Regions from separate parts of the Danio rerio genome. Here region 2 is linked to region 1. A link is a contact called in public HiCAR-type data. All regions are on one chromosome and are shown on one strand. The core of a region is the stretch at or near the end of the contact, and the rest is flanking DNA. Distances in the headings are between cores, read along the strand shown. Region 1 has its middle 15 kb from the start of aatkb. Region 2 overlaps cep131 (centrosomal protein 131).

Evidence for each region. HiCAR-type assays count read pairs that join an accessible place to other places.
Region 2: a HiCAR-type map of caudal fin shows a contact between it and region 1, with 6 times the contacts expected there. The contact joins two enhancer-like sites. A contact is called at or near these places in 7 of 18 Hi-C or Micro-C datasets (caudal fin, embryo, gastrula embryo and 2 more) and 1 of 4 datasets of contacts at active chromatin or transcription factors (caudal fin).

The regions. Positions count from the first base shown.
Region 1 is chr12:37,728,061-37,733,670 of GRCz12tu, forward strand. No RefSeq gene overlaps it. Among named protein-coding and RNA genes, the nearest start is that of aatkb, 15 kb to the left of the region's middle. Within about 2 kb of position 1,876, at least 4 of the 62 cell types and tissues checked have an H3K27ac peak or open chromatin away from gene starts, as enhancers often do.
Region 2 is chr12:37,781,160-37,786,040 of GRCz12tu, forward strand. cep131 (centrosomal protein 131) reads right to left here. Exons shown (of 27, transcript NM_001353865.1): 19 at 3,341-3,542. Among named protein-coding and RNA genes, the nearest start is that of st6galnac, 17 kb to the left of the region's middle. Within about 2 kb of position 3,357, at least 5 of the 62 cell types and tissues checked have an H3K27ac peak or open chromatin away from gene starts, as enhancers often do.

The DNA of each region.
Region 1 (5,610 bases), core at 626-3,125:
TACTTATCTGCACAAACAGACTGAAAAGAAAAACAGGGATCAATTTTAGAGTCTTGTGGTGATTAAACGAATGTTCGGTAGAACTGTTTTTGTGCTGCTATTACTATAGAAGTCTAATAGGGAGGGATTGATTCGCCTTGAGTTCAGCTTAGTGCAACTCCATTGTACTAAAACGCACATGGACTGCCAATCTCCTACTAATTGACTCTCACAAACATCTGCCCATTATGCCCGACTAGTACATTATCGGACATTTTAAAGCATAGAGGGACGTGAATCGGCAATTACAGACACTATTATTGCTGAACTGCACATTGCATGAAATATTTTCTGTACAGAAATGCTCAAAAGGTATAATTCCAGCAGGCTAAGGACGTCAACATGCTGTCAGATTGACATTGTACTCCAACATCGTGAGGACATTGCATTTTGCTTGTAAATGAAAATCGAGTTGACGTCAGAATCCAATGTCAGACCGACATCAATGTCCAACATCCAACCTTAACTCAACCAAATATCAACGTCTAATGATGTTACAGCTTGACATTGTGTGGATGTTACCACTATGACGTTTATCAGATGTTGGATTTTAGTTGCCATACCTGACGAATAAATGTTAGTATTTGACTTCAATATGACATTGTTTTAAGATGTTGGCTCGACATTGGATTTTGGTCACTTTCTAACACAATCTAAAATCAACAAAATACCAACATCATTTGACATCGTTATTGGACGTCATGATGTTGTCCTTAGACACTGGCTAGACATAAAATTTTGGTCACCTGACATCACGACCTAAATCTCAACTCAGCTCAATTTATTTCTAGAGCACTTTCAACAAACCACAATGAGTACCAAAGTGCTGTACATAAAACATGCAAATAAACACAAAACCAAAATAAATAAACTCACATCACATGATTAAAAGCTAAAGAAAATAAGTGTGTTTTCAGTGACCTCTGAAACGACTCAAAAGTTGAAGTTGTTCTTAAGGAGAGTGGAAGATCGTTCCAGAGTATTGGAGCTGCTACTGAAAAAGCTCTATCACCTCAACATTTTAAGCGTGATCGTGGAACTGTCAAATAGAGACGATCCTTAAAGCGAAGAGATCTCACAGGTTATTGTATATTAATTAGCTCAGAAATATACTCAACCTAATATTACATCTTATGATGTTGTGTGCCTGCTGGGATGACTTTAAAGAGTTTAAAATTCCACACTTTCATGACTTATCGCATACAATTATAAGAATTAAAATCATCTCTGAACCATCTGAGAAAATCTGTGTTTGACCTGAGAGCTTCATCGCTTTTCAGAAAGAACATCAGGAGGCGGCAAATCAGTAAATGCACTTAACTGAACACACACACACACAGAGAATCTTTTTTGATTGTATCGACTGATATGTGATTAAACTGAATGTATTTTCTTTATGAGGCTTAAATGCATTTTTTTCTTTCTTTAAGGATGCGTCTTAGTGTCGTGAATCATAACAGCTTACATAATAAATTGCAGTGTCTCAGGATGCTTAATTTAAAGCAGAAAGCCCCCTCGAGTCATCTCTAGCCTTTTCCCCCCATTTGTCATCTTCGCTTTTCCGTTCTGATCCACTTGGCTGTGTGGCAAACAGCCATCTAACTCAATTACGTGCTTCTTTAACTGACTGCTACAGCCAAGCAAAAGCTGGACACATGGTAAAGCGATTATACCCAGGAGCACAACCTAATGCACATCAAGGTGTATGTGTGTGAACGGCTATCAGAGTTGTCGTTTCTGAAGTCGAGAGCCGGAGGCGAAACGCGAGAGAGCACTAAATCAGCTCAATTTGTGTTTACTCTGCCGTGTCAATACTGCTGGGAGAGACTGAGAGAATTCGGCTTCTGAATGTGGGGGAAAACTGGGAGAAGACAAAGATAGTGTATGAATCATCGCAAGGCTAATGTATGCACGTTATGGAGGTATTATATAACTCACGTTACATAATAGCTTGAATATGACGAAGAATTAGGTTCCTCATTCTTCATAGCTGATTGGGAATAGGCAGTGAAATCATTTATACTTCAATACAAATAATAATAGATATTTTCTTTTGACATGAAATATAACAGTTTGCTTTTATTTCAAGGTGGTGAATGTAAAATTGGTTGATAAAAGTCAAATAAATGGTAAAATGTAAACCTAGGATTCCATAAAAATGTGAAAATTAAATTTGGAGATCAGAGAAAATGAGTGAGAATTTCTATATACAGTTGAAACCAGAAGTTTACATACACTCTAAAAAAAGAAACATAACCATTTTTTTTAATGTCTGACGATAAATTAGACTAAACGTTTACTATTTTAGGTCAGTTAGGATTACCTTAATGACTTACATTTGCTAAATGCCAGAATAAAAAGAAAAAAAAAAAATTTTGAGAGAATTTTTTATTCATTTCTAGACAGTCAAAAGATTGCATTCATTTCCTTGGTATTCTTTTTAGCTTTGCTTTTAAACTGTATAACTTTGGTCAAATGTTTTGGGTATCCTTCACAAGCTTCTCACAGTAGTTTGCAGGACTTTTGGTCCATTCCTCCTGACAGAATTGGTGTAACTGAGTCAGATTTGTAGGCTGTCTTGCTCCAACAAGCTTTTTCAACTCTGCCCACAAATCTTCTATAGGATTGAAGTCAGGGCTTTGTGATGGCCACTCCAAAACATTCGCTCTGTTGTCCTTAAAGCACATTTTAATTAATTTGGCAGTATGTTTAGGATCATGGTCTGTTTGGAAGACACATTTGTGGCCAAGTTTTAATTTCCTGGCTGATGTCTTGAGATGTTGCTTCAGTATTTTCTACATAATGCTCTTCCTTCATGATGCCATGTATGCTGTGAAGTGGACCAGTCCCTCCTGCAGCAAAACAGCCCCACAACATGATGCTGCCACCCCCATACTTTACAGTTGGGACGGTGTTCCTAGGCTTGTAAGCTTTTCCCTTTGTCCTCCAAATGTAACACTGGTCATTATGGCTGAACAGTTCAATCTTAGTTCCATCAGACCACAGGACATGTCAAAAATGTATTATTTTTCCCAGTGTAATTTAGCTAACTATAATCTGGCTTTTTTGTTAATTCTGTCTTGTAGATTTTCCCATGTTGTCACACAAGGAAGCAGTGTGCTTGAGGATTTCCTTAAATACTTCTCACCAGTTGTGCCTCCAATTAACTCAAATGTTGTCAATTAGCCATTAACTTTAACATCTGACTTTTTTAAATGGTGCCTTTTTATACAGTGTATGTAAACTTCTGGTTTTAACTGTATATAAACTATTGCTACTTCACAGACATCTCTTTAGAGCTAGTATTTTAATGAGTTTCTAGCATAATGTCTAAAGTGATGGCAAAACAGATGATTTTGCTGACATTTCAGAAATTTCTCCCTACAGTATTACAGTCGATTACAGTCTACAGTATTTCTCTGTTGCAATTGGGACATTAAAATAAGTAACCCCGAATGAAGCAACGCAATCACTACCAGATTACTGCTGTGTTTACGATAAGGAAAAACGCTTAACACATGCAGGCATTTCTTTTCTTTCTGTCAACTAAACACACATTTCTGATATGCAAGACCCATCTCACACTCAAAACACTACAATTATATGGTATACAGCACTACAACATACAAAGGAGAGAGATCAACTTAAAATATCACTTACTAGTTTAATAATGATTTGATACGCTGTAGGTCGAAATTAGGGGCCTTTTTGCACGCTGCTTATGCACCCTGCACGCCTTATGTTTTAACCGCCTGCTGCGCCTCGTGTTTTTGCCTTTGGCACAGTGTGCTCACAGTTGAAAAAAAGTCAACTCTGAGCGGAAAAAGCACATAAGACGTGTCTGTTTCATTCTACCAAATTAAATGAAAGCAGAGGCGGGGTTTCCGTTAAGGTGCCTGCAGTGTTTGTGTTGTCAGGACAACTACAGAGACTTTTAAAGATGGAGAAGAGACTAGCTGTCACTGTTTTGAGTTATCCGAAACTGTATGGTCTTCACAAATCTTGCCTATCACAATATTTTTAAATATTAAAATTATCACAATATAAACAGCAACACTCGCGGACAATACCCAGCTGATTTAGTCGTTGATTCAGTCAACAAAAAAGGCAGTGTGGTGCGCCTGCATTTTAAGAACGTAAAAGTGCGTTCAGTGTGATTGGCCCCTTTTCTCTTCAAATGGCTTATTATGTGGTCTCTGTCGCCATCCTGTCAACCATAAACAATGTCAACCGTCTTTGGTCTGCTCAATTACAGATTAATGGCCACAAACGTGCTGTCTCTCAGAAATTATAAGTATTTACAAAAGGCACTGTCCTTATAAATAAACTGCATTGTTGCAATCTAAACAACTACATTCTTGACTAAAAAAAGCCTTAAAAGTACAATATGTTCCTCAACAGCAGCTTGAAAGATTTGAGATCAGAACTAAATTGCTAAATGTAGATTAAAATATACAAATAAACTGATTCAAACGCAGAATTAAGTTGACGCGACAGCCTAGTGGTTCGCGCCGAAATAGGGTGCAGAAGGGCCTCCCGGGCATCCCAAGTTCAAATCTCGGCTCGAGGACATTTCCCTACCCTACCCCCTCTCTCTGTCCAACTTCGCTTCCTGTCTCAATACTGTTTTATCTTATAAAAAGGCCAAAAATAAATCTTAAAAAAAAAAAAACTTTAAAAAAATGTAAAGAAAAAAAGCAAAAATTGCCAGATGTAAACTGAATTCAGTGTAAAAAAATCAGAATTGTGGGCGACATGGTGGCTTAGTGGTTAGCACTGTTGTCTTAGAAATAAAATAAACAGATTCAAACTCAGAAATCCAAAGAAAACACAAAAATTTGACATGTAAACAATCGATTTTGGGGAGGGGGTTAGGGTCAAGATACAATTCAGAATGGAAAAAAAATCTAATCAGAACAGTGATATAAACAGTCACTATTACCTTTTGACTTTTCTTATTCTGTTGCAGAAAAAAACATCCATAAATAACATTAATCACATTAATCTAAGGCTAAACATAGCAATAGTATCTCGATGCAGCCTTTATGATGCAAGCTGAAATTGCATCACTTAGCGATACAATGTCAGACACAATGCAAACAGTGAGTGACGTTACTGTGATGGGTAGGGTTAGGTGAGTGAGTATATTAAAAAGTATTGGATGCAGCTCAGATTGCACTGCACCTGTTCTGCATCCAGACCCCTCACTATATGTAAGTGTTGTAAAGAAATTTGTGTATTGAAACTAATGAAGATAGCCGAAGACAAAGAGAATTTATCTGAAATATTTAACCTGACATGTTTACTGCTTCAAATTATTATAAATGTTTCCTAAAATAAAATATATTGTGTTTAATGTGAGAAAGGTAGTTGTTTTTTACCCAGACATTTAAAAAGAACTTATTTTAGAGCAGTAATCACAATACCGCAATATTTTAATCCAAGGTTATCATACCGTCAGAAACTTGTACCGGCCCATGCCTAGTTGCATACGTGAACTGATGTAAGAGATAACAGGTTAGCATGAAACTAAAGAAATTCCCAGGTTAAACAAGAACAGTTTCTATCAAG
Region 2 (4,881 bases), core at 2,107-4,606, 55 kb after region 1:
AAACTTTAAGAGAAAAATCTGTACATACAGTTCAATAGGAATTCCATAGCCTACCATTCAAAAAGTTTGAGGTCAGTGTTTCTTTAATTCATACATTTTGCTTTGGCTTAGTCCCTTTATTCATCAAGGGTCGCCACAGCGGAATGAAGCACCAACTTATCCAGCATATGTTTTAAACAGCGGATGCCCTTCCAGCTGCAACCCAGTACTGGGAAACACCCTAAAACTCTCATCCAGGCACTCATACACTTTGACCAATTAGGTTAATTTCTTTGGACTGGGGGGCAAACCAGAGCCCCACTTGAACTTGAACCAACGACCTTCTGGCTGAGGCGACAGTGCTAACCACTACTATTACTAATATATATATATATATATATATATATATATATATATATATATATATATATATATATATATATATATATATATATATATATATATATATATATATATATATATATATACACACTAGGGCTGTGTGATTTGGGGAAAATATCTATCTGAATCTTTTATTCTGAAAAATGACTGTGTTCTTTCGCTTACATCTCGGTCACTTGAGTGCCTAAATTTAATCCGCAAGCAGCAAAATGAGTAATGCTGTGTTCACACTAGACGTAGAATCGTAATAGCCACGTGAACATTTGAGTTTACTCCCTTCATTCGAGCGTCAATTTCACTTCAGAACAGGCGCGGATTCGCATGATGGGCAGGGCTTCTGTCTGCTCGGTGACTCTAGCTTCGTTGCTAAATGGCTAACATGGATTTTATTAAGAAAATAGCAGTGTTTATGTGCTTTATGAAGGCTAAAAAATAGTGTTGATACGGTTAGGGCCGTGTCTGAGTCCACTAGACCCTTTCAGAGGTGCATCCAGCTCTGTGAGCTCATAAACTCCTCCAGAAACTTAACTTAGATGATGGAGGCTTTCAGCGGTGCTCCTGACTAAGATGAGCCCAGTTTGATAAACTGTTGTCGGTGTCAGCTGGAGGATTTCCCCCCGGACAATCATGCCCCGACAAGAGCAAGCTCGTGATTGGTTAACGCGGCGTGAATGTCCGCTTAACTTCAGTTTTTTGATCTTGAGCGATTCGCGCGAAACGTGCATAATGCTCAATTTGCGCCGCGCCATTCGCACATATTGCACCATTCGCGAGTATCGCGCCGCAGAATGTCTATTTGCGCGTTTGCATTGACTTAACATGTAAATCACTTGCGCTTGACGCTCTTTCTACGTCTGGTGTGAACGCAGCATAAGGCTGCATTTACACTGCATGGTTCAAGTGACTCATATCGGATTTTTTTTCTCTCATGTGGCACAGATCAGATATGGACCGTGTATGTGTAAGCAGGAAAAAAAAAAATCACATGGATTCCGATTTACTCAAATCAGATTTAGTCCTTGTTCATGTGGAAATTTTTTCGATATGAATCGGATCTGTGCCCTCATGTCTGCTGTATGCCGGTAGATTGGATTTTCACCTGTCAATGTGTAGCACATCATTAAACACATACACGAATAATGTCAACTCTGATGCTTTCATTTAAGAACAGACTTCAGCAGAGTCCCTAACCTTAAATCTCATACACGAGGGCTAAAAATGCTTTTATATTGTCATGTAGCACAAGCATTTAAGCATGTTAACTAGAGAGAGAGAGAGCTAGAGAGAGCAGGAGAGCGTAATACCCACCTCATAACCAATAAAAACTAATATAAAACTGTTGAATACAGTACATCACATGCATAAATCACGTCATGGACATTACATTAGGATGTCTACTGGTTTAAAACCTAGATTAAAAGAAGATGGCCAAATGAGAACTTTTCTGTCATACACTATAGTAAAACAACCCTGCAAACAGATTACATACAGGACCGGAGAAAAGGGCGCTTTTTTATTATCAGTTGTCAGTCAACGCCCGCTCTTTTTTCCCCGCTTACTTGCCGTTTGCTGTGTAAATGCTGACAATCGGATAGGAGTCACTTTTAAAACATGATGCAAGTGGCTCATCAAAAAAATCAGATACAGTCACAAAAATGGAATTGACCATCAAGATCTGTAGTGTAAATGCAGCCTAAGAAACAGGAAAGATTTTGGAAACAGGAAAGATTTGGAAAGTTTCTTTGCTAAGGGGAAAAGGCCCAGTGAAGGACCCACAGTTTTTTTAGAACCAAAATATTCCCTTATTACTGCTGTCTTGTGTTTCTTTGATATTAATTTGTCTATTAATGCTTTAGAACCGGCAAATGCCATCATCCCACTCGTCTTGCTTTTTGTTTTGTTTTTTTATTGCGATCATTCCGCATAGTTTGGTTGCACAATTCTGATTGGGCAGAACGAAAGTGTGCTCACTCAACTGGCTACTAAGACTATCACACAGACGGCAGTCATGCATTTTATCTGGGCTGAGGAAATTAAATAATACATATACATATATATATTTCATATCGCAGCATCTTACTATTACTATTCGATTGCAATTCGATTTCGATTAATCGCACAGCTGTAGTGGGTACAGAAAGTATTTAGACTCCCTTAAATTTTTCACTCTTTGTTATATTTAAGCCATTTTTTTGCCTCATTAATGTACACAAAATACTCCATATTGACAAAAAATTTAATTGCAAAATTTTTGTCATTCTGGCAAATTTATTTAAAAAGGAAATTAAAATTTTTCTAAATATTTTTTTTAAATGTAAGGGGGGTCTAAATACTTTCTGTATCTACTGTATACGTATACTGTATATGAACTGCATTCAAAACTTCTCTCTGTGTTTTATTGTTTCATTCTGGCTGTTTCATAACTGTCACAAACCATGTTTATTGTGCTTTTATAATTATTTTTATATACTTCTAGGAGCTGAACATGTGGTAACTGATGTCATATATATTTGTGTGTGTGAGAAGACTGTGTAAAAAAAAGTCTTAGTATCAAATCATTGAGAGATATAATGTAAAAGTCACTTGCTATTTAAAGAAAATGGATCAAGTCTTCAATATTCCTTTGACATCCTATTTAAAATGAAATTCATCAACACAGGAAAGAAAAAATAATACTGACGTAAAAAACTTTACATAAAAAATAGCCCTCTTGCACTCCTTATTTTGATACCTCATATTCAAAAGCAGTATTTAGCTTTGAGCTCATGTCTAGCCAGTTTCCTCTATTACTTTTTCCAGTCTCCCTTCCTTTTTTTCCTAGTGTGTTTGTGTTTTTTAACATCTGTGAACACATTGTCTTGGCTGCACATCCCAGTCATTGGTTAGATCTCTTATGAACAGATGTGTATTTGAGTATTCATTGCACTCCACACATATGCATGTGCAAGGGTGTGTGTACCTCTGCTTAGCCAATTCTCTTTCTCTCTGGCACTGTTCATCTTTTTCTTTCTCCAGCTGTTGCCGTAACTCCTCGCTCTGTCTGACGTAGCGTTGAGCAGCCCTCTCGTCCGCCTGGAGGAGCTCTGCCTCATGAAGAACTCTCAGCTTCTTCAGCTCCTGCTTGTGTTTGGAGATCAGCTTCTGAATTTCAGGTTCTAGACCTGAGTGCACACACAAAGAGATTAAAATTTTTATTTTTTTAAATATTTAAAAAAATAGCATCTTCTTCAAAATATCTTCTTTTGTGATGCGCAACAAATTTTCACACAATTTTATAGCGAAGTCAAGTATTAAGTTAAGAGGTAAGTCAACTATACCTGAAGATAAAAGTCTAGAAGCTTTAAAACTAGTTAGGTTACTTTATTTTTTTTACCCCAAGGCAGATTTGGCTTGCAACTTTGCAGTCAAGACTCCTCATTTCATATCAGCGCCACAGAAAAATCACATGGTAACAACAAATGGACATAAAGTCATAAAACAGCCTTATTTCAAAATTGATTAAATTCATTTAATCACTCAAAATTCTACATACAAAACCCCATAATGACAATGTGAAAAAAAAATACTTTTTGAAATTGTTGCAAATGAAACTGAAAAATTAAATGTACATAAGTATTCACAGCATTTGCTCAATACTTTGTTGATGCACCTTTGGCAGTGATTACAGCCTCAAGTCTTTCTGAATACGATGCCACAAGCTTGGCACACCTGCCTTTGGGAATTTTAGCCCATTCCTCTTTGCAGTACCCCTTAAGCTCTTTCAGGTTGCATGGGAAACAAAAGTGTACCCCCTTTTTCAGATCTCTCCAGAAATGTTTAATAGGATTTAGGTCTGGGCTCTGGGTGGGCCACTCAAGGACATTCACTGAGTTGTTGTGAAGCCACTCCATTGATATTTTGGTGGTGTGCTTTGGGTCATTGTTTTGCTGGAAGATGAACCATCGCCCCAGTCTTAGATCAAAAGCACTCTGAAGCAGGTTTTCATTCAGGATGTCTCTGTACATTGCTGCATTTATCTTTCCCTCTATCCTGACTAGTCTTACAGTTCCTGCTGCTGAAAAACATCCCCACAGCATGATGCTGCCACCACCAAGCTTCACAGTAGGGATGGTATTAGCCTGGTGATGAACGTTGCTTGATTTTCTCCAAATGTAACGCCTGGCATTCACTCCAAAGAGTTCTGTTTTAGTTTCATCAGACCAGAGAATTGTGTTTTTTATGGTCTGAGAGTCCTTCTTCAGAGAGTCCTTTTGCTTTTGCCAATTTCCAGATGGGGAGTGGCTTCCGTCTGGCCAATCTACCATACAAGCCTGATTGGTGGATTGCTGCACAGATGGTTGTCCTTCTGTAAGGTTAGCCTCTCTCCACAGAAGAATGCTGGAGCTCAGACAAAGTGACTATCAGGTTATTGATCACCTCCATGACTAAGGCCCTTCTCATCCGATCACTCAGCTAAGATATCAGGACAGCTCTAGGAAGAGTCCTGGTGGTTCCACATCT